7 separate regions of the Mus musculus genome follow, and all the other regions are linked to region 1. A link is a contact called in public ChIA-PET and promoter capture Hi-C data. All regions are on one chromosome and are shown on one strand. Each heading gives the region's core, a stretch centred on a gene start, on an enhancer-like site or on the middle of the called end of the contact. The rest is flanking DNA. Distances are from core to core; before and after follow the strand shown. Region 1 holds the start of 1110038F14Rik (RIKEN cDNA 1110038F14 gene). Region 2 holds the start of Ccdc166 (coiled-coil domain containing 166). Region 3 holds the start of Iqank1 (IQ motif and ankyrin repeat containing 1). Region 4 holds the start of Scrib (scribbled planar cell polarity). Region 5 holds the start of Apol8 (apolipoprotein L 8). Region 6 holds the start of Parp10 (poly (ADP-ribose) polymerase family, member 10). Region 7 holds the start of Mirt2 (myocardial infraction associated transcript 2).

Region 1 (3,973 bases), core at 1,032-3,531:
AGCCTCACATAGGCCAGCCGCTTCAGGTCCATGCTGCAATGAAGGACAAACCAACCCCACTTCTGCTGAGAGAATTCCTGGGAAGGCCCTGCAATCAGGACACATCCCCACCCCACCCTGGAGGGGGATGAGCGGTCCAGCATGTAGGAGACCCTAAAAGAAATTGAACCGAAACTCTTCGCTGGTCAAGTCCGGAGTGGTTTTGGCTCTTTCTGCAGGACGAGGCCTGCAGACCCTTCCGCTCTTCTTTCTGGTGGCCTCACTGACGAGCTGTACCTGGGCCGAATGGGTGGCTGTAGGAAGGGGGAGCAGAGAGTCAGAATAGCTAACTTTCATCCATGCAGTTACAATTACCCACACAACTTTCCTAACTAAAAAAAAAAAAAAAAAAACTGAAAAATTATCTTAAAGTAAATAATGTCATTCCCATATGAGACTCAAGAGATGTAGTAACTTATCAAAAATGTTATATGATCTAAGTAACAAAATTTAGATCATTTTCACAAAATGATATGTTGTATGATCTAAGTAACAGATCCAGGACTTATGTCCAAGTTATTTATTATTTAGTCCCAGGAACTAAAGTCCAACTGGTACCTGGCTTTATGGCCAGTGAAGTGAGCCCAGGCTAAGACAGAGGAGCTGTTTTTTTCATCCCCAAAACAGAACGAGGTGAGGACCTCGGCCCTCCTCCCCCCAGGACCTCTGTCCCCTAAGAGAGAATACTTTCTCCCCACTTACATCCCCCCCGCCCCCGAGCCCATCTCTTCCCACACCAACCCTGCTGAGCTGAGCCTCTCCCTACCCCCTTGACGTTAATGTACTGAACCAATCGCTTTCTAGTTCCTCACCAGCCTTTAGAGCCCGTAGGGCCTCCCGCCACTCTGCATCCATCTGAGCCCTGTAGTCCCCAAACAAGGAGCGCATCAGCTGTCTCTTCCGGGGCAAGGGGGTTTTTTCACTGCGCAGCGTTCGGATTGCCCCAACAGCCTGCTCTTCTGCAGATGAAAGAAAGAGAAAGAGAAAGAGAAAGAGAAAGAGAAAGAGAAAGAGAAAGAGAAAGAGAAAGAGAAAGAGAGAAAGAAGAAAGAAGAAAGAAGAAAGAAAAAGAAAAAGAAAAAGAGCTAGTGACTTCAAACACACTCATATCATCCTACTACAAACAATTCCCATCCAGCTGGGGTGACGCACGCCTTTAATCCCAGCACTGGGGAGGCAGAGGCAGGCGGATCTCTGAATTCCAGGCCAGCCTGGTCTACACAACTAAGTTTCAGTACACCTAAACAAAGCAAACCAACCAAAAGCAACAACCCCACCCCTTGGCAATACCATCAGACCACAGAACTGTCACCGTTTACATTTCCCTAACTGTAGAGAAGGGTCCCTCACTCTGCTTCGGGGTAGGTCTCTGCGTCTTGAGACCCAGCTCCAGCTGTTCCACACACCAGGCCAGCTCCCGCGCCAGCTGTTCCGCCTGGGACAGAAAGGAGGACATGGTTGTGATGGGTAACAGGGTCCCGCAGACCCCACTCCCATACCTTCAGCGCCTTAATTCCGCACAGCTCGCCCACAGAGGCAGGCGGATTAGCGCCCAGAAAGCTCGCAGGGAGTACCATCCTTGCCTGGGCCTCAGCGCTAGGAGGAGCTTCGTCCGGGGCAGGTTTCTCCGAGGGCTTTTCGCTTCCATTTGTCCCAGAGACCCTGTTGGGGGTTTTCTTTTTCTTTTGCTTCATCGCTACTGTGTTGCCTACGGGATGGGTTCCGGCGGCGGAGTCGCATGCAGGTTGCACTGAACTGCGGAGAGGAGGTTCCGAGGCACCGGAAGCTGAGCGAGAGGGCCGGGGTCTGCGCGGAGCGCGATGAGTTTTCCGACTTGAGGCTGCTGGTGCCTCCCGAGCAGGACGCCCTGGCTCCTGAAAAATCGTGAGACAGGACGAAATTCACAGGGTCTCCCCACCTAGGGCCTCGCCACAAACACGCCTTCTCCCACAGCTCACCGCCATTAGTCGGAGCGGCCGCCGGAAGCTGGTAAATCCTAACTACCACAGCGAACTCACTCCTCTGGAAACACGTCTACGACACAAGGTTCCGCAGAAAGCGCAGCGGAGCCAGAGCAAGCGCTCAGCGCCGGACAGAAAGCACTTGGGTGGATGGAGCGCCTCAGGCTGTGCTTGTAATTTTAGGAGACAGAGTGCACGGGGATGAACTTAAAGGCCTCGGAGAACCCAGCAGAGTGTGCCGCCAAGAAACAAGACAATTGATTCCTGGAGAGAATGGAACCGGTGGGGTCGGGGGGAACGCCCAGAGATGGGGCAAGGTGGATTATGCGGGGCGGGGCGGGGCGGGGCGGGGCGGGGCGGGGCGCAGGCGTTGACAGATGGCTCAGCTTGTCCCCGGTATACTTCAGAATCCTGAAGAACTAGGCTCTAATGGCAATGGAGTGAACTTTCCAACGAGAGTCGGGGCAAGCATGCACTTCCTTCTTCCACGACCATTAGGCTGCCACCCGAAGACCTGGCCCAGATTTAAGGTGCATCTTCCCACCTCAAACGAAAAATCAAGAAAATTTCCTTACAGGAACTCCTTACCCCTTGAGGTTTAGGATAATTACAGGTGTGGGTTGTCAAAATGACAACCAAGAATAGCAATAGCTATCATAGCGGTCTAGCCCTAGGACTACAGATACCAGTCATGGAGCTACAGGATTTGGTATTTTTCCTACAGGCTTCTAATCCTGCTTTGTTTCAGTATTTCTTCGCTATGCCTCTATTCCACACTTTTGGAATGGCGACATATATACTGTGTCCTAATAATCACAGGACATGGTAGTACTAAGAGACGCCCTAAGGGATCTCCTACACTCCAGACATAATCTTGCTTACCACCATTGTGAAGAGGTAATCCAATTTCCCCATGGTAATCTGGATCTATCACCCCTCCTAACACTGTTATTCCTTTTTTAGCCTGTTGGTTTAAGGGCATTAGAAGCCCAAAATGACCAGGGGGAAGTCTGAGCTTCCAGTTCAATGGAATGTTTGTTGTAGCTCCTGGTAGGAGCACTCCCTTCTCTGGAGCCAAAACTTCTAGGCCAGCAGAACCTAGAGTTATGGGGACAGGAAGCAAAAATTTTCCTAGAGGGTCACTAGGAGTGATAGTAAGTGCTCTGCTCAACTCCTTCATGCCTTCAAAACCAGTACCACCTGGGTGACCCTTACACATTACCAAGTCCAGCCACAGCACAATGTACAACTTTGGCTATATCTGGAACACAGCCACTGTGCTCTCAGAAAACACTTCCCAGAAGATGTCACCTCAATGATGCTGGTCTCTTCTTAATCACCGCTAATTTCTTAGCTCCAGCTAACCAGCATCAATAGTCCCAGTAATGCAAAGTTTTTGCTTTAGTAGTTCTGGTATCTTGTTAATCACAGCTGATTCTTCAGCCCCAGCTAACCAGAACTACAGAATCTTCACAATCAAAACAGCAATGGCCCTGAAAAGAGTCTTTAATTTTCCCTCTGAAATTTCACAAACCAGACCTCCATCTTCTGCAGTGTTCTCAACGTTGTCTTCCAAGCTCCTACACAACATCCGACAGAGCTCTTAACAACGGATAACTTTAAAAGTCCCACAGTCTTTACATATTCTTAAAATTTCAATTTCTTTAAAATAGCCATCTCTTTTAAAATCCAAAGTCTTTTTACAATTAAAAGTCTCTTAACTGTGGGCTCCACTAAAACAGTTTCTTCCTTCGAGAGGGAAAATATCAGGGCACAGCCACAATCAAAAGCAAAAGTCAATCTCCAACCGTCCAATGTCTGGGATCCAACTTACAATCTTCTGGGCTCCTCCAAGGGCTTGGGTCACTTCTCCAGCCATGCCCTTTGTAGCACACGCGTCATCCTCTAGGCTCCAGATGCCTGTACTCCACTGCTGCTGCTGCTCTTGGTGGTCATCTCATGGTACTGGCATC
Region 2 (3,973 bases), core at 584-3,083, 970 kb after region 1:
TCCTGGAACTCAACTCTGTAGACCAGGCAGGCCTCAAACTCAAACATCCTCCTGCCTCTGCCTCCTGAGTGCCAGGATTAAAAGCATGTACCACCACTGCCCAGCCTCGCTGATCATGTCAAAGGTCTCTTTTGCCTCCTAGATCTGTGATTGGTCAAACACTACAAACACTTTGGGCGTTGTGTTCGAGAGTACTTCTAGGTGATCTTGGCTGCTGCCCTTTTGCTTGGCAGGGTGATGGTGACGTCCCTGTACAGAGTCAACACAAGCCCGTGGTTTATTTGCTGCCACTCTGCTGAGCCCGCACCCCCCACTGAATGGTTGTCACCTCCGGTATCCACTAGCAAACCGGCACACTGCTGATGTTTTCTGATCAAGATTGAATCCTGTAAAGACACTGTCCGTATAGAGCTCATAGCAAAAAGGGAGACATTAAATCCCCGATGGACCCCTTGTATCCTCTAGATGTCTGGCTTACGGGCAAAGAAAGCTAAGAAGGTAGAATGGATGGGCCTCGTGGAAAAGTGCACTGGCCAAAAAATAAAAATAAAAAGTGGGCAAAAGAGTCCATTTTTAACCTGAGGGGCACTTAGCACTCATTAATGGCCCACAGACAAGCAGGAAGCACTAGGTCCCTGGCTTCTCTAGCTTGCATCTGGCACCTTCCTACGTGGGCCCTTTTAAATTTATCACAGATCTACTAAGGGACTGAGCCCATGTAAATGGAAAGGGGGGGAGATTTTGAACCCCAGAAGGATGGGAAAGTTTCTATGCCAATCAGAGAAGTAGGGAAAATTTTACCTCCCTGAAGAACCTAGCCAATGAGGAATTCGGAGGGGGGGGGGGATATATAGGTGTGTGTGTGTGTATATATATATATATATATCACTGTTTTGAGCCAAACTTGCAGACTAGCTACTTTTGCCCTTTCAATAGGTTGCGCAGACTTAGCAAGGCTGTAAAATAAAGTTTCCCTTTGGTTTGGCTACCGAGTCTCCAGCGCTTGGATTATGAAATGAAGACCGTTGTTCATCGTGCATTTTATCTGAAAGGTAGTAGCATTCCATCAAGGCTTTAGATGCCAAGCGTCCCCTTAGAAATGCTGTGTGGAGCTGAGCGTGGTGGTGAATGCCTTTAATCCCAGCACTCCGGAGGCAAAGGCAGGCTGATGTCTGCGAGTTTGAAGCCAGTCTGGTCTACAAAGCGAGTCCAGGACAACCTGAGCTTTGTTACACAGGGAAACTCTGTCTCCACAAATAAACAAATGTTGTGGGGAGGCTTCATCCTGAGAGCATGAAGACTTCACAAGGAAAGGGGGAGAGCTCGCTCAAAGCTGGATAGAGGAGGGAGCGTCGGTGAGAGTCCCCTTATGCTGTGGGGCCTGAAGCGCAGCTAGTGGAGTGAAAGCAAGAGCACTAAGACCCGGGTGAGTGGAGGCTGGGCACTTGGAAGTTAGTTCAGTGTCTTGAAGCTGAAGTTCTGCCTGACCTGCGACACTGTAACTGAAGAATCATGCAAGGATATAAGAAACCTTAGGGAATGAATGATTGAGTCAAGCCGTTGCCAGAGCAACAGAATGGGATGAGGTCGAGGCACTGCAACCAAGTTCTGTCTCCATAGAGGTTGTTCAAGCTGGACATCAACATTCCTAGAGCTACGCACCAGGATGCGAAAGCTGTGGTCTGGAGGGAACGCTTATATACAGATTGGCCACGGTGCTCTCTGATCCTTAATCCTGCCTGCTCTGAACCTCATAATCAGAAGACACACCCTTGAACCTAGGGTGCAGTTCTCCAGAATTTTCGGGTTAAGAAGGGAGAGTAACTGAGCTGGGGGAGCGGGTGGAGCACAGCGCTCTCATGAGTCCAGTTGGCTTGGGCCTCAAGCCATGGCGCCCAAGAAGAAGCGCGGACAAAACGCGGGGCGCAAGCAGGAAACTACAGAGCAACCGCTCTCGGAGCGCGCGCAGTACCTACAGCGCGAGTACGCGTTGCTCTCAGAAAGCCTGGTGGCCTGTGAGCAGCGGATCGACGAGGTGCTGCAGGACAACGAGTTCCTGAACAGAGAGGCGCAGCGCCTGCGCGAAGAGAACCGGCTTTATGTCGGTTACGTGAGCGCGCACGCTCTGCGCTGCGCCAACGCCGTCGTGCGCGTCGAAGACCAGAACCGCATGGATCTGGCGCAGATCCGGTGGCAGCGAGCGGAGCTAGCGTCCTTCTACCACGGCCGTGAGGACGGGGTGCGCGCTCAGCTGCAGGAAATGAAGAAGCGCGCGGAAAACATGACGCAGCGGGTGCAGGAGCTCCAGCCCTACAAGGCCAGTGCGCGCGCCCCCCGAGGACCGGGCGGGCTCCAGAGGGATGGGCGCGCTCCCTACCGGTGCGCTGATCGGCGCCCCCTGCTCCCCAACCCTCACCCCACCCCATGTAGGAGCTGCAGCTGGAGCAGCTGGCGCGAATCCGGACCCTGGAGCGCGAGCTGCTGCACATGCGCGTGGAGCACACGCAGCTCCTCCACGGGGTGAAGCGACGCTTCCTAGATGAGAAGACGGCTTTCGAGCGGGAGGCGCGGCTGCAAGTGCAGTCCCTGACGCGCCGCTCCGAGCGGGAGGCCGCACGTTCCCTCATTTCCCACGCACAGGCCCTCAAGGCGGACAACGGGTATCTCCGACAAGAACTCATGAGACTTCTCCAGAGGACCCAGTTACTGCAGGACATGCGACAGCAGCTGCTAGAGCAGCGGGAGCAGCTGCGCCGGGAGCATGTGGACTTGAAGAACCTGGAGCAAATGCACGGCTGGTTGCAAAGGGGCCCCGGGGGGCCACCGCTCTGGCAGCCACCCCAAAGCCTCCAACCCAGCTTGCGCATCGGGTCAACCAGTCACGTTTTAAAAGCCCAGGCTACGCCCCAGTCAGTTCCAACCTCCCGGGGCCAATCCATGGATCTGTCACACCGACCCTCCAAGACTCCATCTATATTGTCCAGTGAGTCTCTTCCGGGCCTATCTCAGAAGGCTGGGTCAGTGATTGCTCTCCGGAGTCCATCACATCCAGGATCTCGAGTCTCATCTCTGACTCCATCACGCAAGGACTCGCGTGTCTCATCCGCGACCCCGTCACGCAAGGGCTCCAGGGTTCCATCCATGACCTCTGGTACCTTGCGGTCGCGCGAGGGCTCTCGGATCTCTCCACAGCCCTCCTTGCGTGAGGTCTCTCCAGAAATTGACACACCTGCAAAGTCCAGTTCCAAGCTTCCCACAGCCCTGTTGGAAGATCAGGCCCCTCTCAGCCCACAGTTGGAGGAGGCAGAAAACGCTGAAGACGACACAGAAACTGTCTTGGAGCAAGCCTGAACCCACACGAGGAGGCAGGCCAGTAGGGCATAGGGTGGAGGACAAACCTTGGAAGATTTCTTGGTGCATAGATATGTTAATAAAAGTGTTAAATAAGCTCTGTGACGCTCTGACACTTGCCTGGGTCGATGCCCTTGTATTTCAAGTGAGCAGAGGCCTGCTATTCGAGCTACAGCAGAGCTGGTTGTATCCTTGGCTGCTGGAATTCGATGTTCTTCCACCAACAGCCAGCAAGGCAGGCAGGCTTAGGGAAAGTTGGGTAGTGTAATTTCAGCAGCAGAGGGCAGATTCTGTTCTCAGCACAGGGAGAAGTTACTGGGCTTTTCCAATGCTTTATATAATACGCACACACACATATGTATGTAGGTATGTATATGTATATATGTATATACATTCCAATTTAGGGAACACTGCAAGAATTATTAGGAATTCCCATTGCCACCCATCTAGATGAACAGGGATGCATGTTATATATTTGGTACTTTCAGCCATCCGGGATTCTGTTGGAGACAGTTATGCCCCTTAATTTTAAATATATCCCTGTGTTTACTGAATAGGACTTTGACCTGTTTTCTTCCGGTGCTGGGTGTTGAACCCAGGGCTACCTCCTGAGCTACAGCCC
Region 3 (3,973 bases), core at 1,035-3,534, 940 kb after region 1:
TACAGACTCCAGGCAAGCTCGGTGCAAGAGACAGTCTGGGAAGATGTTCACAGCTGTGGCAGAATGAATGGGACTCAGAGCAGAGGGGCGATAAAGGCTGCAGGAGGGTAGGCACAGGGGCGAGGGAGACCTTTTTCTGATGCTCTGCAGGAGCCAGCCCAGGCTGGCTGTAACCCTTCATCCTTCCTGGAGGTGCTTACAGACAAACAGTCTGAAGGGGAAGGCAGGACTGTGGGATGGTGAATAGACAACCACTTAGCATGAAGATTCCCAACTCAGAATCAAGGCCTGCTTTTTCTCAATATTGCTTTGTTGCTGTTGTTGTCGTTTCCAGACAGGGTTTCTCTGTGTAACCCTGGCTGTCCTGGAACTCACTCTGTAGACCAGGCTGGCCTCAGACTCAGAGATCCGCCTGCCTCTGCCTCCTGAGTGCTGGTGGCAGTGTGCGTCACCAACGACCTGCTTCGATATTTTTTTTAAGCTATCTGCCCCTCCAATCTCCTCCTTACCCTAACACTGTACCCTCCTGAGCACTGTACCCACACCCCTTCTCCAGCTCTAGAAGTTCGGGGTGCAGTGGACATCTGAGCTTTGAGTCACAAATCTATCATTCCACGCCCAACTGAAAGATCTCTTGGAAACCACTTGGAGAGAAAGGGTTTCTGTGTGCCTAGTGGTCTCGTGGTCAGTGTTGGGGTAGTGCCCTGGAGGTCAGAGGGGGCACTCACCAGCAGTAGCTCGAAGCTTGGACCCAGGGAGGAGCGCCTGCCCCTTCCCTGATGCAGCTTTGGGCCCCCCCTTCTTAGTGCTCATTCTCCTGGGGGTGGGAAGGAAAAGTCCAGGGATGGTACATTCAGGAGGGCAGCGAACAAGGCAGTGGGAATACTGCCCCGGCCCTGGATGAACATGCAGCAGGAGCATAGACCTCCAGCATGTCCCCCAGCCAGCTTCTTGGTCCACCTGCCCGCCCCTGGTGGTCTAAGGATGTGCCCAGTAGCTCGAGGAAGGATACCTAGCAAGAGGATGTGTCCCTTTATGCTGGTACCCCCGTCCTCTACAATTCTGGATCTGCCTGTCCTTCTGTGTTCTAACACCATCCTCTAAATCGCTGGGCTAGAAGCTCAACAGCCTGAGCTCTGCGGACTTGCTTTCAACTACTGCCAACGTGGGTCTGCTGAACACAGCCCCTCCCCACCCGCAAACCCTCTTCCTTCTTGGCCTTGGGAATCTCTGCTGTCTGGTTCTGGAAGCAATGCCCTTCTCCCTAGTATACAAGGCAGGCCCCCCATTCACTCCTCTTGGAAGAACTTTCCGCTCCTGTTTTAGTAGGGTCTTCCAGTGCCCTAGAACCCCTCACAGGGCCAATGAATAGGAAAGCGGGTAGTGCAATCGCTGACTCCATACACTTATGTACCCACTAGGCTGGGGCCGCAGGGCTCCAGAGTGCATTTGGGGATGGAGTTAATGAAATGTTATCCTAAAAGTAGGACCAGAAAGTGACTGAAAGTAAGCTGTCTTACGGACAATGTTCAGGCAGGTGGCAGACACTGAGAATCTAGGACAGGAGAAGTGGTAGGTAGGAAGCTGGCTTGGACATGTGACTGAGTTCAGGGCACGGCATGCGTAGAGGAGTGGGTTGGAGGGAGGGCTGGGTAGATTAGGGCTCTAGGAGGAACTAAGTCCTTAGGTGTACGGGTGATGTGTTGGGGTCGATACAACCATGAGGTTCCCTGTCTGTAGAGGATCCAGTACTTGCAGCATCTTGGGTGCAGCCTCTTTTAATGTGCATGTATTAAGACGGGACCTTTGTGTCTTCAGTTGGTTTGCACAGGAAAGGATCAGTGGGTGCCAGGACCGACACTGTTGGAGCAGTTTAGAGAGTGATCCTCATGTGAGATGGGGACTTGGGGGGTACGATTGGTTTGCGGGATTCTGTGTGGCAGAGGGGCTTCTGCTGGCGGATCACTCCAGATTCCCTTGTGCCTGAGGGGTCCCATGGGTACGGGTGAGTGCGCAGGAACCTTTATGGTTGGGCAAATGAGTGGGGAGGTCCGTGGAGTTCCTATGCTGTCGGTCTCATGCGCGAAGATGAGCCTGCGGGGAGTGGACTGGGGAAACTAGAGGTGTGTCTGCGAACGGTAGGGCGGTCACTTGAGTGAGATGGGTACCCAAACACCCCCCCCCCCCCCCCCCGTCTGAGACCTCACCTGCCTCACCTGCCTCTCGCAACACAGAGGCCAGAAGCTCCGCCCCTCGCGTCGAGCTGGCCAGTTTCCTAGCGACTAAGCCGGAACTTCCGAGTTACCCCAACTTCCGGGGCGAGGGTCAGGGGTCGGCAGTAGGGGCTTTGAGCGATCGGTTTTCAAATAGGTTCAAGGGGCTTCAGTGTCCGGAAAGACGAGGCTCTAGAAATCCGGAGCGGCGCTGGCCAGGGTCCGGAGCGCAGCTCTGGGGCTCCACCAGAGCGCTCAGGGGTCGGGGTTGGGGTGTGGGCTGGGGGCGCCAGTGAAGCCACACTGGGAACCCGGGATCGCGGCCGGGGTCCGGGGCGCGGAGGGCGCAGGAATGCGGGCGCGTCGGGGTGGGGCCGCCCCGCCCAGGTGCTGCCCGGACAGGCAGGAGGCAGAGCGCGGGCGGGGCGGGGGCGGGCGCGTGAATCAGGCCGAACGGGCGGGCGGGCCGCGGCGGGGAGTGGCTGTCGGACGGACGGGACCGCGAGGCCGCTGGGCGGCGGTGGGCTCCTGCTGCCCCTGTGCCGAAACCCCGCTCACCTGGCCAGGTAGGGCTCCCGCCCCGGAGCGGGCCGGGCACAGCACGGCGGGGCGAGGCACACGGGACGGGAGGCTCGGGCCTCCGCGCGGTGCCACCTGGGTCTGGTCTCTGGACCTGGGCCGGGCGGTGCAGTGAGCGCGTGCTTTGGGACTGGGTGGGAGACAGGGAGACTGCGCTCCGGGGCACTGGGTGAGGGATTTTCCAGGGTCACGCTGGCAAGTAGGAGACTGAACAGTGCGATTCGCTCTGGCGGCCTAGGTATTGTCAGGACATGACCTGTACCTTTCCCGGAGCCTCTCCCCGAGCCGCCATGAACCGGGGTGTCTAGGGCTGGGTCCTTGTGTGGAAGGCAGGGAAAACTGGACTCTCCTAACTCCTGATCTCATATCCCTGGACTGGATCGGCAGATAAGATACCTGGCCTGGGTAGCCGCTAACTTCCTGGGGTACAGTAACACCTTTGGGCCTTGCAGTGCCTAACCTGAAAGCTGTATAATTCATCGACTTCCGGTCTTCCTAGGTTCTTCTTGTCCCCCACAACCCCAATCCTTCTTGATCACAATCATCCTGTCATCCTCTTTGTGTAGTAGCCTAAGGTCCTCAACCATGGATCCCCCTTCCAGACCCAGGAACACTACTACCTCCTGCCAGACAGGAGAGGAAAGGGTCATTTTCTTGCCCTACTTGTGGTGAAGGGCCTGGGGCTAGCTTCAGGTAGGAGGTCAGGAACAAAAAATTCCTGCTGAGTCACTGGTTTGGGTGGGATAGGCTCCTTCCTTAAGCAGGGCCCCACTTGGATAGGCAGATGTCAGTGAGCAGGCTGTTGGATTCATCGCTGATAGGAGTGGTCACCGCCCCGTCTATCGTCAAGGGGCGATGTGTACCAGTGAATGATTGTAAGGGCATTTAAGGTCGTGTGTGACTTCTGTGAGGTCAGGTACCACAGTGGCCGCTCAGGACTAAGGCCACTTCCCAACCCATGTGTCTCTGAGGGTTCTCACCACTGGCTAGACAGTATCAGTTCTCAGTCTTATACAAGGAAGTGTCCCCTCAGCGTGAGCATGCTAGGATCCCCAGGTAGTGTGGGAATGCTGCCTAGGAGAGCTGGCTCCAGTCTGAGACCTGTCCAAGCAGACAGGCCCGCATCAGACCCCAGGTGCTCTGCTTCCATCTCCCCAGAACAGTGTGCCACGCCTCACATT
Region 4 (3,973 bases), core at 1,015-3,514, 880 kb after region 1:
TGGTCTTGGACCTAGAATAATTGTTCCGTGAAGTTACATACATACAAGCAGTCACCACAGGCCTAGGCTGATGTTTCTTCTTGACCTTCTTCAGGTGGGAAGACCCAGCAACATTGGACAAGCCCAACCCATCATAGATCAGCTGGCTGAGGAAGCTAGGGCTTTCAACCGAATATATGTGGCCTCTGTACATCAAGACCTGTCTGATGATGACATCAAGAGTGTATTTGAAGCCTTTGGCAAGATCAAGTCTTGTACGCTGGCCCGGGACCCCACAACTGGCAAGCACAAGGGCTATGGTTTTATCGGTGAGTTTGGGAAGGGCCAAGGAGAAGAGGGAGCCCGCCTCTTACTGGGGCTGGCTTTTCTCACTGCTCATCCTGCCCTGCAGAATATGAGAAGGCCCAGTCGTCCCAGGATGCTGTGTCCTCCATGAACCTCTTTGATCTGGGTGGCCAGTACTTGAGGGTGGGCAAGGCCGTCACACCCCCCATGCCCCTGCTAACACCTGCCACGCCTGGAGGTCTCCCGCCTGCTGCTGCTGTGGCCGCAGCTGCAGCCACGGCCAAGATTACAGCTCAGGTGAGAGCTGGTGCAGTGATGAGTGTGGACAGTGGGTGGACAGACCCACTCAGCCTTTGGGAACTGGCTCTTAGATGGTTTGGGTGGGAACAAAGAACTGACTGTGAGAACAGACTAGAAACTGACTCTGCTTGTCTTTTGGTTGCAGGAAGCAGTGGCTGGAGCAGCAGTGCTGGGTACTTTAGCCACACCAGGACTAGTGTCCCCAGCACTGACACTGGCCCAGCCCTTAGGGGCCCTACCCCAGGCTGTCATGGCTGCCCAGGCCCCTGGAGTCATCACAGGTGAGTCTGAGTTGATCAGGTTCTCTTCCATTCCTTTCCCCTCTCCTCTAGGGTCTGTCTTCAGCTTCCCAACCCATACTTACTTCGGTGTAATCCCTTGAATCCAGGACAGGCTGGCTATCGCCAACCATCTCTTTACTCTTTCCCAAACAGGAGAGTGTATGTGTGGCTATTAAACTCGGTTGGTTTTGCTGCAGGTGTGACACCAGCCCGCCCTCCTATTCCGGTCACCATCCCCTCTGTGGGAGTAGTGAACCCCATTCTCGCCAGCCCGCCAACGTTGGGTCTGTTGGAGCCCAAGAAGGAGAAGGAAGAGGAGGAGCTGTTTCCTGAGTCAGAACGGCCAGAGATGTTGAGTGAGCAGGAGCACATGAGCATCTCGGGCAGCAGTGCTCGCCACATGGTCATGCAAAAGCTACTCAGAAAACAGGAGGTAAGTAGGTGGGCTCGTGCCAGGCCCGCTCTCGGCGGTATGAATGTGAAGTAGTGGGTGATAGGTCGCAGCATTCAGGTGTCTTTCCCACAGTCACAGCAGTCAATTGTCTTTCCTACAGTCTACAGTGATGGTTCTCCGAAACATGGTGGACCCCAAGGACATCGATGACGACCTGGAGGGAGAGGTGACAGAGGAGTGTGGCAAATTTGGTGCTGTGAACCGGGTCATTATCTATCAAGAAAAACAGGGCGAAGAGGAAGATGCAGAAATCATCGTCAAGATTTTTGTGGAATTCTCCATGGCCTCAGAGACTCACAAGGCCATCCAGGCCCTCAATGGGCGCTGGTTTGGTGGTCGCAAGGTGGTGGCTGAAGTGTATGACCAGGAGCGTTTTGATAACAGCGACCTCTCCGCGTGACTTTGGCCTCATTTCCTGGACTTGCACTTGCCCCTTCCTTCCTTTGGGTTTTGTAAAGTGTTAACCGTGGTGTGTCCCTGGGACCAGGCACTCTGCCCAACCCACCCTGTAGTGTACATAAAGATGCAGATACCACTGGCCCTGAAGTCCCTGTGTCTGAAATTGGTCCTGTGACCCAAGCTGGTTGTGTGTGGAATGTCTTATCAGGGTTCCAAGGCACCAGGGACAAGGAGGGCGTTCAGCCTGCTGTGCAGGGGTGAACAGGAGGGACCGGGGTGGACAGGCCTTGCTTTATCTTCCTTTGTGGGGAGTGCTGGCTTGCAGCCTTGCTCACGTGGATAGCTCTGAGAGCTGTCTGGCCCTGAGATCTGTAGGATCCAGGACCAAGAGAGCATTTTGTGGGCGGGCGGGCATCTGAGTTGTTACACCTGCTAGTATGGGTTACGCCAGAGCGAGGCCGGAAATCCCGACATGCCCCGCGCGAGACCGCTACGGGTCGTCGGAGACGCCACGCCGCGTGGCCCTTTGGGAGCTGTAGTTTTGAGCAGAGAGGGCGGGCCTAGGCTTCCCGGCGGGCTGCGCGGCTGGGCGGTTGTCGCGGGCAGCGGCGGCGGTTCCGGCTGCGGTGCTGCGGGCGGATGAGCTGCTAGGTGAGCAGGCCGGGCGGGATGCGGAGCCGCCGCCGCGCCCCCAGCGCCTAAGAAAGCGCTGCCGGGTCAGGCCGTGCTGCCAGCTGTGTGCCGCCGTCGGAGCCTACAGCTCGTATTGAACGCGGGCCGAGCCGAGCGCCGACCCCGGCCACAGTCCGGGACCCGGCTGCCCGCCCCACCCCCGCGCGCGCCGCTCCGCCCGCGCTCGGCGCTCATGCGGGCCGAGCCCCGCCCCCCGGCCCGAGCCCGCCGAGCGCCTCCCGAGCCCGCGCTCACTGCCCGCCCGCATCATGCTGAAGTGCATCCCGCTCTGGCGTTGTAACCGGCACGTGGAGTCGGTGGATAAGCGGCACTGCTCGCTGCAGGTTGTGCCAGAGGAGATTTACCGCTACAGTCGTAGCCTCGAGGAGCTGCTCCTCGACGCCAACCAGCTGCGCGAGCTACCTAAGGTGAGCGGCCGCCGCACCTGCTGCCCCGCGCTCAGTTCTCGGGGTGGTGTATGACTTCTGGGGCAGCCGGCTGGAGCGAGATCTCAGCAGGCGCTGCCCGAGCTGGGCACCGCAACCTCCAGCCGGCCCTGCAGGTTCCTACTGGTCAGAGCCCCGCCCCAGCCAGCCCCACCCTCCTCCAGCCGCCGGTGTTGGCACCTGGTGGCAACCTGTCTGGGGACTAAGTAGATACTGAACCTAAAAGGGGAGCCAACAGAGAAGCCCATGAGAGCACAGGAGGAGGATGGGTCCAGGGTGCGAGACCGACCCGGGTTAGCAACTGTTAAAGCTAGTTGGGCTACTTTAAGGGTAGGAAGTTGGTTTTCTTGCACTGTGTTCTGCCTTCGTTTTGGGAGGAGAGGTTTGCAGTGCTGAGTGGGACTCTCCTAAGATACTTGCAGTGTCAGATCTATTCTGTCATCGCTCAGCGGAGAGCCCACCTTTCACTGTCTGTGTTCCTTCCTGTCGGGTTTGTTTGGGGTTTTTTTTGTTGTTGTTGTTCTGAGGCCACACTAGAAGGAAGGCCAAAGGAGGCAGGTTATGTAGGACTTACTTTTCTGAGATAGGGGACTCAGTGGTCTGATATTCTTGCCGGCTGGTGGCGTTGCGGGTGTTCTTCATAGACCTTTATGGTATCCGTGTGTGAATCTTGGACATTTTGCACTTGTGTTTCTCTCTGGTGCCTGTTGTTGTTATTGCTTTTTTTTTTTTGTTCTGTTTCTTGAGACAGGGTTTCCCCTTCGTAACCCTGGTTATCCTGGAATTCATTCTGGCTGTCCTAGAACTCAGAGATCCACCTGCCTCTGTGGGTACTAAAGATGTGCACCACCCACAACCCACCCCAGTGCTCTCTGGTGTTTTTATTGTTGTTCTCTCTTTGTTAAGCTCTTGCTGTTCATTGTTGGGGTTCCTGAAGAGCTCCAAACTCCTTTAGAAGAGGTAGTTTGGATAGTAGGTAGGATACTGAGAGTGACTGACCCATAGGGCAGAGGGCAGGGGCTATCCATTTGGGAGCTGCTGATGTCTTGCCTGGGGCATGTTATCTGGGTGACATCTGGGTAATAGTGAGAGGTGGGCTTTCCACCGAGAAATGAGAGCGTAGGTCTGACAGTATC
Region 5 (3,973 bases), core at 808-3,307, 810 kb before region 1:
GTCATGCAGTGCTATCAATGAGGGAGATGTTTTTTTTTTCTCCCGTGTTTTGCAGTCCTGACAGGTTAGTCTGGGGTGACCATTTAAGTACATTAGAAGCCCCGTGCCCAGTGCTCAGTTGGCAGGTCCCTGTCCCCTTCTGCATTCTCCGAGAGGAGGGTGCCTGTCTTGGGACAGCCAGTGTAGCATCCAGACAAGCATTTAAAACGTAGCTTGTCTGCACCAGTGAGTGCTGGGATGGGAGTGATCATGGTGGCCCGATGCTTTGGCTGCTGATCCCTCCACCATCCACTAGATGGTGCTGTACCCTGCCTGACTTGCTCCCCAGTTTCAGGGTTGTTTCCTTTGCGTTAGGATCCCCGTGGCCGTCGTTGCCAAAGATTAGGCTGAGATGTCAAGCAGGACATCCTGGGACACTTGCTTCGGATGCCACCAGTCAAGCTGAGCTATTGAGTAGCAGATTTTCAGATGCTGAGGAGTTTCTAGGGTTCAAGATCTCTATGCCCTAACCTGCCAAGTGAGTCCTATCCAGGGGGTTCCATCCAAGACTGTTGGAGAGACCATGTTCTGGTCTATTCCATGCTCTGATTAGAAGGTCTCCGTTACTGCTCTCTGGCTCATAGGGGAATTTACCTGGTTCTGCACCTTGAAGTACTTTTGTTTGGCTGTTGAGTTAATATTAATATCAATCCTGGTATTGGTACCAGGTAAGGGGTGTGTGTGTGTGAAAACTTGATGGAAGGGAAATTATAGAAAAAAAATGATCCCAAAATTACCAGAAGCAAAAAGGGGGATTATGAGTGCCACATGTCAGAATGTTTATCTTAGTTTGAATCTTGGCTCTGCCTCCCTGGTTGTCTGACAGGGACTAAATCTGGCTCCTAAAGATGTGGACAGCCCAAAAGCTCTCATCCAATTGTCCTTTTGGGCATCACTCTGTTTCAGGGCCTATGGGGGGCGAGGAAACTGAGGGCCCAGTCAGTAGTGGGGTGATTTGCCAAGGGCAGACTAGTCAGCTGGATCACAGGCTCACATCTCCCCTGACTCCTGTTATCAGTATGTGAGGGATGAAGGCAGAAAGCAGGAGCTGTCCTGGGTGTCTGGATAGGCAAGGACACAAGGTGTGGGGACTAAGAGGGGCACATTGCCAAACACCATCCCCAGAGCAATACCAGCTCTGCAATCCTAAGATCACTGAGTAGACCATTGGGTGTGAGAGAGAGAGACTCTGAGTGTGCAGAAACGCACAGGCTAATTCCGTAGAAATTCTAGTCTCCCCATATAGCCAGGTCTGGCTCTAAACCTATCATCTTTTCATCTAAGCTTCTTCCTGAGTGCTGAGATTCTAGGTTTGTGCCACCAATGTGGCCTTTTAAGGTCCCACTTAGTGCTTCAGTCTCAGAGTAAATGGGCCAGCATGGGTCTCCACTCTGCCCACCAGGAACCTGTGTTTTCAACCGATGGATACATCACCTGTGCTGTTGACCCCCCCAAGGCCACTGCCCACCTGTGGGGTGGGGTTAGAGTCTCTACAGTGGGAGCCAGGTGCCACAGCCACTGTGGGAAGATGAAGGGGCAGAAAGAACAGGAGTGTCCCATTGTGGAGTGGGAAAGTCTCACTACAGGGTCAGCCACAGCAAAGACACGGAGGTGTCATGGTCACTGAGGCAGGATAGACTTGAAGGTGTATGTATGATAGAAGCAGGGGCTGGTTGGGAGGGGGGAGACTGCAGTGGGCTTGAGGCCTGGAGTGCTGACTAAAGGGGATTCAACTTGACCCTGAGAGATCATCAAGGACCCCTTAGAAGGAGCAAGGTGTCTTCCCTCCCTCCCTCCCTCCCTCCCTCCCTCCCTCCCTCCCTGCTCTGAGGATGCCCTGAAACCATCAGAAGGGATGGGGTTGGAGGGTTGCTTTGCGCAACTCTGCTCGGGTTCCAGCTGGGAAGAAGAGGGCTCCTATCAGGGCTGCACAGCCAGCCAGGAGCAGGGCAGGGCAGGGCAGGGCAGGGCAGGGCAGGGCAGGGCAGGCCTGGGCAGGGCAGGGCAGTCCTTCCCAGAACAGCCTTTCTGTAAACTGAGTCACAGCCCCCATCAAGAGGTCTACCATGCCCACATCAGCACCCAGCTGCAGCACAGGACCAGGTCAGTGCAAGGCTTTCCTGAGGGGCCAAAGAATGGAGACTGGGGACTTTTCCTTGCCTATGAACGTCTTTGCCTGGGGGTGGGGAGTGAGTAGTCACAAGTATGACAACAATAACAAAATGGAGAAGATTTTATCTGCTTATGAAAGGAAAGAATATTAATGAACCATCTGAGAAGATATTGAGACATGCTCCCCTTTGTTGCTCTTGCAGGTGGTAGGTGCCTTGACAGAGCTCCATAGAGGTGAGGGGAGCCAGGCAAGTCTTGGTTAAATTAACCCTGTGGTAGTTAACCCTATAATGGGTTGCTGGACCAAACTTTTCTCAGTGTACCTTGTGTGCATGCAGAGCTGGGCAGTATAAAAAATGACAGTGAAGACAGAAAAGGGACAGACACACGTGTAAAGGCCACTTCATCTCATCTGGTGAACTGGGGGACATTTGCAGGCCTCTTGCTGTTTCTGCCAGGCCTTTGTGTGCCTGGAAAATACCACCAGAAACAATTCTTACTGTGCCCTCACACACACCATCCCAGTGGGACAGAACTACTTTTAGCTTTCTGCCTACAAAGTAAGTTAGTTATTTTAAGGTTTTTTTTTTTGTATTTTTCTTTTTTCTTTTTCTTTTATTTGTTTTGTTTTTATTTTTTAGAAATAGAGTGTCACTGTGTAGCCCTGGCTGGCCAGGAATTTGATCTGTTGACCAGGCTGGCTTTAAATTTACAGAGATCCACTTGCCTCTGCTTCCAGAGTGCTGGCATAAAGACATGTGCCACCACAGCAGCCTAGACTTATTTTTCAAATGTGTGTGTGTGTGTGTGTGTGTGTGTGTGTGTGTGTAAGGCAGAGGACAACTTGCAGGAGTGAGCTCTGTCTTTCCATTATGAGGGTCTGGGATTGAACTCTGCCCATCAGCCTTAGCCACAAGCACCCTTACCTACTGTACCATTTTGCCAGACCTCTAGACAGATCTTGAAGAGGTAATCTGAAAGGCAGACAAAGTTCTATTAAAGGAGAATGTCCTTTGCACTACTGTCTACATAAAGGATTGGCTATGACGTGAGGTTCCATGGTTAGCGATGGCAGATGGGCAGCCCAGAGCAAGTACTGAAACAAAGGCAGGAAGTGGCAGGATTCTAAGCCCTGGTTAGATTCAGGACCCTGCAGAAGCAAGGAGAGAGAGAGAGAGAGAAAGAGAGAGAGAGAGAGAGAGAGAGAGAGAGAGAGAGAGAGAGAGAGAGAGAGAAAGAGAGAGAGAAAGCGAGCCCTGGGCAGTGGTGAACTTGTACCCTGAAGGGCACAGGCATTGCTGTGGATGGGAAGCTGCACACGGACAGGAGGATAGCCTGCTAGAGTTTAAGGGACCCAGGCTTAGTCAAGGGGCGGGGGAGGGACATGGCTCAGAATAGCCAGAGTTCACGTGCTGGTATGAAGACTGGGGATGCTAGCTAGCCTCGTGGTCTTCCCTCTACATTGAGATGGGGTCACCGTGTGGTGGATGCCTAAGGAGCCCTGCGTGTCCCAGACAGTCACCACCAGCTCTCACCCTCAGTTCCCATGTGTTCCTACCCTCAGAGGGCTGCCAGAGCATCCCTCCTCTTCTTGCCTTCTGTATACAAAGTCAATTATTTCCTACAAGCGCACCATCAGCTGATTCCAGTGGGACAGGGCACCTTCACCTTGGCTGGAGTGGGAGATTTGGGGTGGACAGTTAGAACCAGATGCTACCAGGTTTCTGCAGAGTCCAGGGAAGAGAAACACTCTGGATAGCGTCTGGTCTGTGGCAGAGACTGTGGAGGGAACAGTGGGCTACAGCCCTTAGGTGTTTGCCTT
Region 6 (3,973 bases), core at 679-3,178, 700 kb after region 1:
TTAACCAGAAAATCCCTCCTAGACATGCCCACCGACCAAGATGTTTTAGACAATTCCACTCTCAGGCTGTCTTTCCAGATGATCCTAGGTATCAAGTTGATGTTAAAACTAACTAGCAGAGAAGACAGTAAGGGTTTTACATCCAGTTCACAGAAATTCCTGAGGATTTAACAATGGCAGTGACATGAACTGTTCTCTTGCATCTGCGCCTGTGGCAAGCCCTCTAAGTAAAGTACAGTGTGATAGAGGGTGGTTAAGTCCTGTAAGAAGAAAGCATAGAATAGATGAGACAGGCTTTTGTAGAAGCAGACTCTCATATAATTAGTGGGCCCTTTAATAAAAGTAAAACAAGCACAAAGTTGACTATAGGGCCTCAGAAGGAGCTTGGACAACTCAGAGGTCGTTTAAGGTTTTAGCTCCATGTTAAAGATCTCACTAAGGGCTGGGTGAGGGAAATTACGGAGAAGGGATAGCCCCATGTGGCTCTGTGGGGAAGGCTAGGTCATTTGAAGTTAGAGATGGTCCAGGGATACTGGTTTAGGCAAGAGCTGAGACCTGGGAGGTTGGAGCCAAATAAACACCCAGGTGTGTTGTATGAAAAGGGATTAGAGGGATAGGAACTGGGGACAATTAGACTTTAGCTTTCACTGTCATTGGCTCCTGGGATTTGTAGCAGCCGCTGGTCCCCTGTCACCTCTGTGGAGGAGCCACAGTGGGGGTGGCAGAGAAGGAAAAAGGGTAGCATGGTCCTTCAAGAAGTCTTGGAGGCTCTCGATTGTGGGGGAGGTCATGGAGATTCAAGGACTACAGGGTTAGACATATAGACTGGGCAAAACCCCATGATCCTTTGGAAGAACAGCAGAGGTCGAGCTGGCCTGACTGGAAGGTGTGGGTAGAGAGCAGCAGCTCTGGAGATGAAAGAAACAAGCAAGCTATGGGGGCGGACAGGAAAGTGACTTCTCAAGGCACAGCCTCCAATCTGGGCATGCTTGTCCACACCTATATCTCCACCATTCAGGACTGAGAATGACAGAAGAATCCTTTCTAGTTCAAAACCAGTCCGGCCTGCACACTGAGTTTCAGGCAGTCTGGGCTACCGAGTGATACCCGGTATCAATAATAATAATAATAATAATAATAATAATAATAATAATGGCAAAGCTTAGGTGTGAGGCGAGGCCCTCTGGGTCCTGTCTGTGATTCCGGCTCCCCTTCTGTGGAAGGATGAACAGCAGAAAGGCATGTCAGCACAGTGGCTACATCGCGGGCAATGGTGATGAGCAAGGAGCATAGAAAGAAGGACTAGGCAGATGTGGGCTGAAGGGAATCACAAGGGAAAAGCTGTGTTATGATCTGAGCATTAGGCTTTTAAACAGTCACCTTTGTTTGTTTATGCGTGCACCCGCCATGCTGTGGCACACACATGGAAGACAGACAACTTGCAGGAATCAGTTCTCTATCATATGAGACCCAGGGACCAGAAAATTCGTCTCTGGGTTTGAGATTTTGGGGGGCGAAGGGTGGAACTGCTCACCCTTAGCATTTAGAAGCAAGGCTGATTATCCTCTGGGTTTGACGGTTTCTAAGAGCCGGACCCAGCCAGGGGCCAGCCTCTAAGATCAGCGCTGCTCATGTCTGGGACCCAGGGCACAGAAGCCTAGAGATTCTTGGGGTGGGGGGTTGACAGTGTGACTGTATCTCAAGCATCCCATAGGAAGGGTGATTAGCCACAAAGAGAAGCCAAAGAAGAAGAGAAAGTCTAGGAGACATCTGGTCTACCCCACTAGCTAAGAGGCTAGTGGGTGGTTCGGCAGAAAGGTCCTTAGAAGTTCCTTGTGGACTGAGGATTAAGGCTAGAGCAGGAGAGGAAGTTCCTGAACTACTTACAGCCTCTGGCTTAGCTCCTCCCTCTTTCCTGTCCCCAGTCAGTTTCACTTTTGTTTTCCTACCTTAGGCCTTCTGCCTGGGAAGGACAGCAGGCATAACTGACTGGCCTGAGACACTGGCCTGAGACAGCAGGGGTGAGTGTAAATATGGGGTGCTGGGGAGCAGCTGAGAGCGTGGGAGAGAGGACTGGACAGGGGAAGTGAGTGGTCCTCTTCTCCTCCCATGTGTTGCCGCCCAGGACTCTGATGGCAGAGGTGGAGGCAGGGGCAGCCTTGGAGCTCCGGGGACTGCCCCCAGAAATACCAGATGAGCTCATTACTCTGTACTTTGAAAACCACCGTCGCTCGGGTGGAGGACTTCTATTGAGCTGGCAGAGACTTGGCTGTGGGGGTGTCCTCATCTTTCAAGATCCTGCAGGTGAGGAGGTTGAATCAAGAGGTTGCCTGGGTGCCCTGAAGCGTTGCCATCTCTGACACTTTCATCTCTGCTCACAGATGCAAAGAGGGTCTTAGCCCAGGCAGAGCACCGACTACATGGTGTCCGACTGAGCCTGAGGCCAGCCCCACCGCGTGCCCCAGAACGTGTGCTTCTCCAACACCTGCCACCTGGCACTTCACCTCTGAGTCTGGAGCAACATGTTCAGGCCTTGCTGGGTGCTGCAGGACACCCCGTGCAGACTTGCCATGCCCTGGCCAGTCCTCGGCAGGACTGTGCCCTGGTCCAGTTATCCACGCCCCTTTCTGAGGCAGGTAAGAGGCACGTGAGAGGCAGGGCTGGTGGGGGGGGCGGCATAGCTTCTAGTTAAGGAGGGTGCCCGAGTTGATTCATATACTGCCCACAGAGGTCAGTGCCCTGGCAGAACAGGCCCGGAATCTGCCCCTGAATGGAGCCACTGTGTCCTTGGCCTGGGTGCCCCAGACCCGAGCAGTACGTGTGGTGGACAGTGCTTCTCCTGTGGACCTGTTATTGTTGGAGCTCTACCTGGAAAATGAGCGTCGCAGTGGTGGCGGACCCCTGGAGGGTCTGCGCAGCCTGCCTGGGCAGCTAGGCACTGTTATTTCCTTTCAGCAATGGCAGGGTAAGTGGTGTCTGAAATTAGGAGGACCCTTCCTCTACGCTAGAGACTCAGTGTGCTTTCTGTCTTCTCTCTCCCTCCAGTGGCTGAACGGGTGCTGAAGCAGAAACACTGGCTACAGGGCATTGAGTTGAGCCTTGTCCCTCACTATGATGTCTTAGAGCCAGAAGCGCTCGCTGAGGGCGTCAGTGGCAGGGACCATTCAGCTACTCAAGAATCTGGAGTCATTGGTCATGCGCCTACAGGAACTGGAGGACTGGCCGGGGCTCTGACCATGGCTGTGGGCTCTGGGGAGGCACCACAACAATTAGGAACCCTTCTAAGGGCAGGTCCTGTAGGAGCTCCAGGACAAGCCCTGCCAGTTGACTCGGGATCAATTAGGATCCAGGGGAGTATGGGGTCTACAAGCCCAGTCGATCCAGTAGAGAGCTCTACAGAGCTCCCAGAGCAAGTAGGACCCATGGCCTCAGACTCAGTGGGTGTTCAGGAGCAGGAGGGCCTGGGGGAAGTTGCCACAGGGCAAGAGGGGCTAATGGGTCTAGTGGGGACAGCCATGGAGTCTGTAGAGACTGGGCTGGAGAGCCCTGGGTATGGGGAGATGCAGAAGCAAGAGGGCCTGGTGGAAATGGTGATGTCAGTGGAACCAGGAGCTGTGCGCTACCTGCAGCTTTATTATGAGGACCTCCTCGCCAGCCTAGAAGATGTTGCCCTTTTCCCACTTGAAGGAACGGATGTGACTGGCTTTCGGGTGAGTGACCCCCCCTCAGGATCCCCTCAACTTTGCCTCTTCTCTTACTGGGACCCAGGTACCTTTCCTGTGCTCTGAACCCATAAGCTGCCCTCCTTCTGGTCCCGCAGCTGTGTGGAGCCAGGGCCCCCTGCCAGGCAGCCCAAGAGTTGCTTCAGAGTCTGCTGGGCAGCATTAGCTGTCACACGCTGAACATGAAGCACCCGGGCAGTGCCAGGTTCCTGCTGGGTGTGGAGGGGCAGCACCTTCTTCACAGACTGGAG
Region 7 (3,973 bases), core at 443-2,942, 680 kb after region 1:
CCGCAACACTAGGGTCAGATCTTTGTCTATACCACACTTTCTCCTTAGAATGTTGCTTTCTGCCTTCATTGCCAGCTGTCTGAACTCCTCTATAAAGATCTGAAATAGTCCAAGGCTTGCTTTCTTTCTTCTCTCTCTCTTTCTTTCTCTCTCTTTCTTTCTTTCTTTAGCTCTGGCTGTCCTGGAACTCACTTTGTAGACCAGGCTGGCCTCGAACTCAGAACTCCACCTGCCTCTGCCTCCCAAGTGCTGGGATTAAAGGCGTCACTACCATCACCCTGCTTTTCTTATTTATTTTATGTGTATGAGTATTTTGTCTGCAAGTATGTCTATGCATGACATGTGCCTGGTACCTAAGGATTCCAGAAAATAGTGTCAGGGATTGGAGTTACAGATGGTTGTAAGCTGCCATGTGGGTGCTGGAAATCAAACCCAGGTCCTCTGCAAGAGCACAAGGCTCTTAACTACTGAACCATTTCTCCAGGCCCAAGAATTTAAAAAATAAACCTAAAAGCCAGATATGGTTGCATGCAGTCTGTACTCTGGAGGCTGACATAGAGAGATACCCACTTAGAGGCCAACTTGGGCTACATATTGATTTCAAGACCAGGCTAGGCTATATAGTAAGATCCTGTTTCAAAATCACAAGGGCGAGGGAGATGGCTCAACGCACAGAAACACTTAATGCAAGCATGGAGACCTGATTTGAGTCATGGAAACCTATGTAAAAGCCAGACGTGGTGGCATGTGTCTATCAAAAGCAGAACCTAGGGCATCCCCCATAAGCCACAGACTGGGTAGCCTAGAGTATACAGTGCAGTGGCAGAAACAAGAGCAACCCTGACTCTAACAAGATGAAGACAAGGCCCAGCACATGTATCTGACTGACACATGTATCATGGCATGCACATGCCCTCAATACAAATTCATACACAAATACATACTTACATGATGAATTAAAAAGGAGTAAAATCTAAGGCCTGAAGTAGGAAGCTGATATCTAGCTTGTTAGCCTATCGAACTTCTTAAATGTTATACCTCTTCAATGCATATTATTTTTGTCACCCTGACTGGTGGTTGTTGGTGGTGGTGGTGTGTGGTGGTGGTGGTGGTGTTTTTTTTGTTGTTGTTGTTTTGTTTTGTTTTTTTGAGGGGAGGAGTGGGGATGACAAGGTTTCTTTGTGTAGCCCTGGCTGTCCCAGAGCTCCTCCGTAGACCAAGGTGGCCTTGAACTCAGAGATCTTCTGTTGGGATTAAAGGCATGTGTCACCACCACCCCACTTTTTTTGTTGGTTCTTGTTTTCATCCTGCCTGTTATCGCAGTTATTAATGACACGACATTTAAAAATGGAGTTGCACCGGTGCTTATGAGCATTGCTAGGGCTGTGTAGCATGCCCGCTACAGCCAGGCGTACTGGTAGGAAATCCAGCCAGAGAGGAGCAGGCGAGGAATGGATACTGCCCGGAAGGACTTCAACCTCTTAGTACAAGGGTTCAAGTTCTCAACCAGAAGTTAGTCTAGTTAGGGATTAACTGCTGTCTTTTCTTTTCTTTTTGAGACAGTGTCTTGTGTAATCAGGCCGGTCTTCACATCACTGTGTAGTGAGAATGACTTTGCATATCTGATCGTCTTGCTTCTGGCTTGTGCAATTGCGCCCAGTTTTACGGTTAGAGATCAAACCCAGGGCTCCATTCGTGCTAAGCAAGCAACCCTACCAACTGCGCTCCATCCCCAACCCCTGGTGAGACTATTTCCAGGGATTAATTAGGTCTTCAGGATCCTTAGAAGCTATTTTCACTCAGAGTGCTCTCTCGCACTCACTCTGAGGGCTGCAGTAGGTGGATTGCCCGAGGGTGGAGGGGCAGGGCTTGAAGCCTGAAGCCTGAGCCCAGGAGTTGCAGTGATTGCTGTGAGTCAGGATGTAAATAACCAACTTGGCTTTGGGAGCTCAGGAAGAGAGAGACTCAGGGAGGGTTATTATTCCCAAATGCCGCGCAGAGGTGGAGAAGGCACTTAGGATGGTATTCATAACCTTTCCAGAACAGCTTTGTTGGGGGGTCCACTGCCAGATTGTAGAAGGTCTAAACAGGCAGAGCAAAGTCCTCCTCTTAGATAAGAGAGATGTCATGGCTCCTCGGGAACAGAGGGAGAAGGGCAGGCCGGGAGGGTAAGATGGTCTGTGACTGAGGGCGGGTCGCTGTAGGGGTGGATAGGCAGTAAGCACTCACGGAAAATCATGGACAGGAAAGAACACAGCCTCTAGGACAGGAAGGCTTGTATAGGGAGGGACATGGATATTATTACTACTACTAGTGTTTCCTCTTCTGGGTACACGTAGAATCTGTATCAGCTGTAGCATCTACAGTCACGCCCTGGGAGCTTGCTACTCTCAGAAGCTCTCCCCCTGGACCACTCTTTGCACCCAGCTTCCTGCCTTTTCAGCACTCCCTTCCTATTGCTATACTCAGCCTTGTAGCCTCTGTCATCCCTTGGTGTCTGAATGCCACCTCCCTCTAACCCCATCCCTATCCCTGGGCTCAGTGAGGGTCAACAGTTCAACTGCATTCCCGTGAACGCTTGCAACCCCGCTGGATTCTCTTCTCTCATCCTGCTCTGGATAGCTCTAGCCCCAGGGCTTCTATCACACGCTAACAAACCCTACATCTCAACTTTAGATCCTGGCTTCTCCCCCTCAGCTTCCTTCTGGCTGTCACAAAATGGAGAGAATGAGCCTGTGCTGATGGTGGGAACTGGAAAAGGCGGAAGACAAGGGAAGACAGGGATGTGGAGACTGGGAGTAGGTGGGTGGGGTGGGGGTTGGTAGCCTATTGGACTTGGCGGGGAGAAGATTTGGATTCCAGAGCTGGGCAGGTTTTAGATGCTGATGCTGCTTGGAAGTTAGGTTGAAGGGAATGTAGGTAGGAAGCTCCTATGGGGAGATATTATGGGGCCTAGGTTGGCCTTTCATCCAATGGTCCTATGTTCTCATCCTGCCTCTGTCTGTTGAGGCCAATGTCCTCTGTTTGTTTGTTACTATCTAAGCCCTTTCTCCACAATTTCTTCAGACCCCAGCATCCTGGCTCTTCCTTCCTCTGTGCAGCTCCTCCATCCTTCCCTCCCCGCTGTCCTTATACCCAGGCCTCTTATAGTTACCCTGATGTTGGGGAGGGCCTGCCGCTGCCTCACCAAGCCCTCCGGTGAACCCGCTGATGCAGAGGCCACCTGCCTGAGTCTTGATCGCAGACTTGAGCTCCTGATTCTCCCGAATGAGCCGTACCAGCTTCTTCAGTTCCTCATTTTCCCGCACCAGCCTCTCTATCTGATGCCGAAGCCCCTCGTAACTTGTAAGTAGAGACATGCCCCAGGGAAGGGGAGAGGGTGCAGCCCAAGAGAGGGCACTGCACCTGGAGGCTGCCCAGGGCCCGGGGCCTTGCCCGGGCTGGAAAAGGCCACCAGAGTCTGCAAGCCTGGTCTAGTAGGCTCTGGGTATTGTGAGGTCAGAGCCTATGCCCTCCTCTTTGCCCTCTGCTCTAACAGGCTCTGCTCTCTGGGCCTCTAGGCCCATGTGTTGCCTTACCTCAGCCTGCAATGTCTTGACAAGGTCTGGCCAATTATAATTTCACGGTTGCCTCTTCGGCTGTTGTCTTTACCCTACTTCAAGCTAGTTGCTGCCCCTGGACTTTCCCTTCAGATAAATCCTATACCACATCACTTGCCTTTGTCTGTACAATTGGCCCCCTCATCGGCTTTCCACAGGATGTTCAGTGAGTGTAGGTGTCTTCCCTCCAGACTACAACAAGGGGTGCAGCTTGGCCAGGGTATTTGTTGACTGGATACTCATCAATGAATATTCATTATTCTGCCTTCCTGGGCAGGGTGCTCTTTCCTTTTGACATTAGCATGCCATAATTTCTTCTGGCTTCATTCCTTCCCTAGCGACTGGCTGAGAGTCTCCTTTAGCCAAGCACCAGG

What was found. Promoter capture Hi-C pulls out the DNA fragments that hold promoters and counts their contacts. ChIA-PET counts read pairs in DNA pulled down with a chosen protein or histone mark.
Region 2: a contact with region 1 is called in an RNA polymerase II ChIA-PET map of memory CD8 T cells, with 28 read pairs. The contact joins the promoter of Ccdc166 here to the promoter of 1110038F14Rik in region 1. A contact is called at or near these places in 2 of 115 datasets of contacts at active chromatin or transcription factors (memory CD8 T cells and regulatory T cells).
Region 3: a promoter capture Hi-C map of liver shows a contact between it and region 1, with 2.8 times the contacts expected there. The contact joins the promoter of Iqank1 here to the promoter of 1110038F14Rik in region 1. A contact is called at or near these places in 3 of 39 promoter capture datasets (liver and pre-B cells).
Region 4: a contact with region 1 is called in an RNA polymerase II ChIA-PET map of memory CD8 T cells, with 70 read pairs. The contact joins the promoter of Scrib here to the promoter of 1110038F14Rik in region 1. A contact is called at or near these places in 3 of 39 promoter capture datasets (liver and pre-B cells), 1 of 115 datasets of contacts at active chromatin or transcription factors (memory CD8 T cells) and 1 of 9 other capture datasets (liver).
Region 5: a promoter capture Hi-C map of embryonic stem cells shows a contact between it and region 1, with 4 times the contacts expected there. The contact joins the promoter of Apol8 here to the promoter of 1110038F14Rik in region 1. A contact is called at or near these places in 9 of 39 promoter capture datasets (the 3T3-L1 cell line, 3T3-L1-derived adipocytes, cranial neural crest and 4 more) and 1 of 115 datasets of contacts at active chromatin or transcription factors (pancreatic cancer cells).
Region 6: a promoter capture Hi-C map of pre-B cells shows a contact between it and region 1, with 5 times the contacts expected there. The contact joins the promoter of Parp10 here to the promoter of 1110038F14Rik in region 1. A contact is called at or near these places in 5 of 39 promoter capture datasets (the C10 cell line, embryonic stem cells, liver and 1 more) and 1 of 115 datasets of contacts at active chromatin or transcription factors (memory CD8 T cells).
Region 7: a promoter capture Hi-C map of stem cell-derived epiblast-like cells shows a contact between it and region 1, with 2.1 times the contacts expected there. The contact joins the promoter of Mirt2 here to the promoter of 1110038F14Rik in region 1.

What each region holds. Positions count from the first base shown.
Region 1 is chr15:76,946,569-76,950,541 of GRCm38.p6, reverse strand. 1110038F14Rik (RIKEN cDNA 1110038F14 gene) reads right to left here and starts at 2,281. Exons shown (of 5, transcript NM_001347540.1): 1 at 1,998-2,281; 2 at 1,623-1,913; 3 at 1,390-1,474; 4 at 852-998; 5 at 1-293. The coding sequence starts at 2,003. The coding sequence ends at 154. It overlaps Gm46534 (a long non-coding RNA gene), which reads left to right and starts at 2,193. Exons shown (of 4, transcript XR_001781744.2): 1 at 2,193-2,282; 2 at 2,408-2,530.
Region 2 is chr15:75,980,145-75,984,117 of GRCm38.p6, reverse strand. Ccdc166 (coiled-coil domain containing 166) reads left to right here and starts at 1,833. Exons shown (of 2, transcript NM_146059.2): 1 at 1,833-2,317; 2 at 2,431-3,973. The coding sequence starts at 1,889. The coding sequence ends at 3,351.
Region 3 is chr15:76,008,180-76,012,152 of GRCm38.p6, reverse strand. It overlaps Iqank1 (IQ motif and ankyrin repeat containing 1), which reads right to left and starts at 2,284. Exons shown (of 14, transcript NM_001370920.1): 1 at 2,208-2,284; 2 at 729-817. The coding sequence starts at 813. Fam83h (family with sequence similarity 83, member H) reads left to right here and starts at 2,655. Exons shown (of 5, transcript NM_001168253.1): 1 at 2,655-2,779.
Region 4 is chr15:76,068,075-76,072,047 of GRCm38.p6, reverse strand. It overlaps Scrib (scribbled planar cell polarity), which reads left to right and starts at 2,264. Exons shown (of 36, transcript NM_001310543.1): 1 at 2,264-2,819. The coding sequence starts at 2,661. It overlaps Puf60 (poly-U binding splicing factor 60), which reads left to right. Exons shown (of 12, transcript NM_028364.2): 8 at 95-308; 9 at 392-582; 10 at 731-866; 11 at 1,064-1,299; 12 at 1,421-1,866. The coding sequence ends at 1,720.
Region 5 is chr15:77,753,357-77,757,329 of GRCm38.p6, reverse strand. Apol8 (apolipoprotein L 8) reads left to right here and starts at 2,057. Exons shown (of 4, transcript NM_001081970.2): 1 at 2,057-2,142.
Region 6 is chr15:76,241,395-76,245,367 of GRCm38.p6, reverse strand. Parp10 (poly (ADP-ribose) polymerase family, member 10) reads left to right here and starts at 1,928. Exons shown (of 11, transcript NM_001163575.1): 1 at 1,928-2,021; 2 at 2,126-2,304; 3 at 2,382-2,636; 4 at 2,729-2,965; 5 at 3,046-3,710; 6 at 3,821-3,973. The coding sequence starts at 2,133.
Region 7 is chr15:76,267,558-76,271,530 of GRCm38.p6, reverse strand. It overlaps Mirt2 (myocardial infraction associated transcript 2), which reads left to right and starts at 1,692. Exons shown (of 3, transcript NR_045747.1): 1 at 1,692-1,742; 2 at 3,140-3,345. It overlaps Spatc1 (spermatogenesis and centriole associated 1), which reads right to left and starts at 3,442. Exons shown (of 5, transcript NM_028852.1): 1 at 3,155-3,442. The coding sequence starts at 3,359.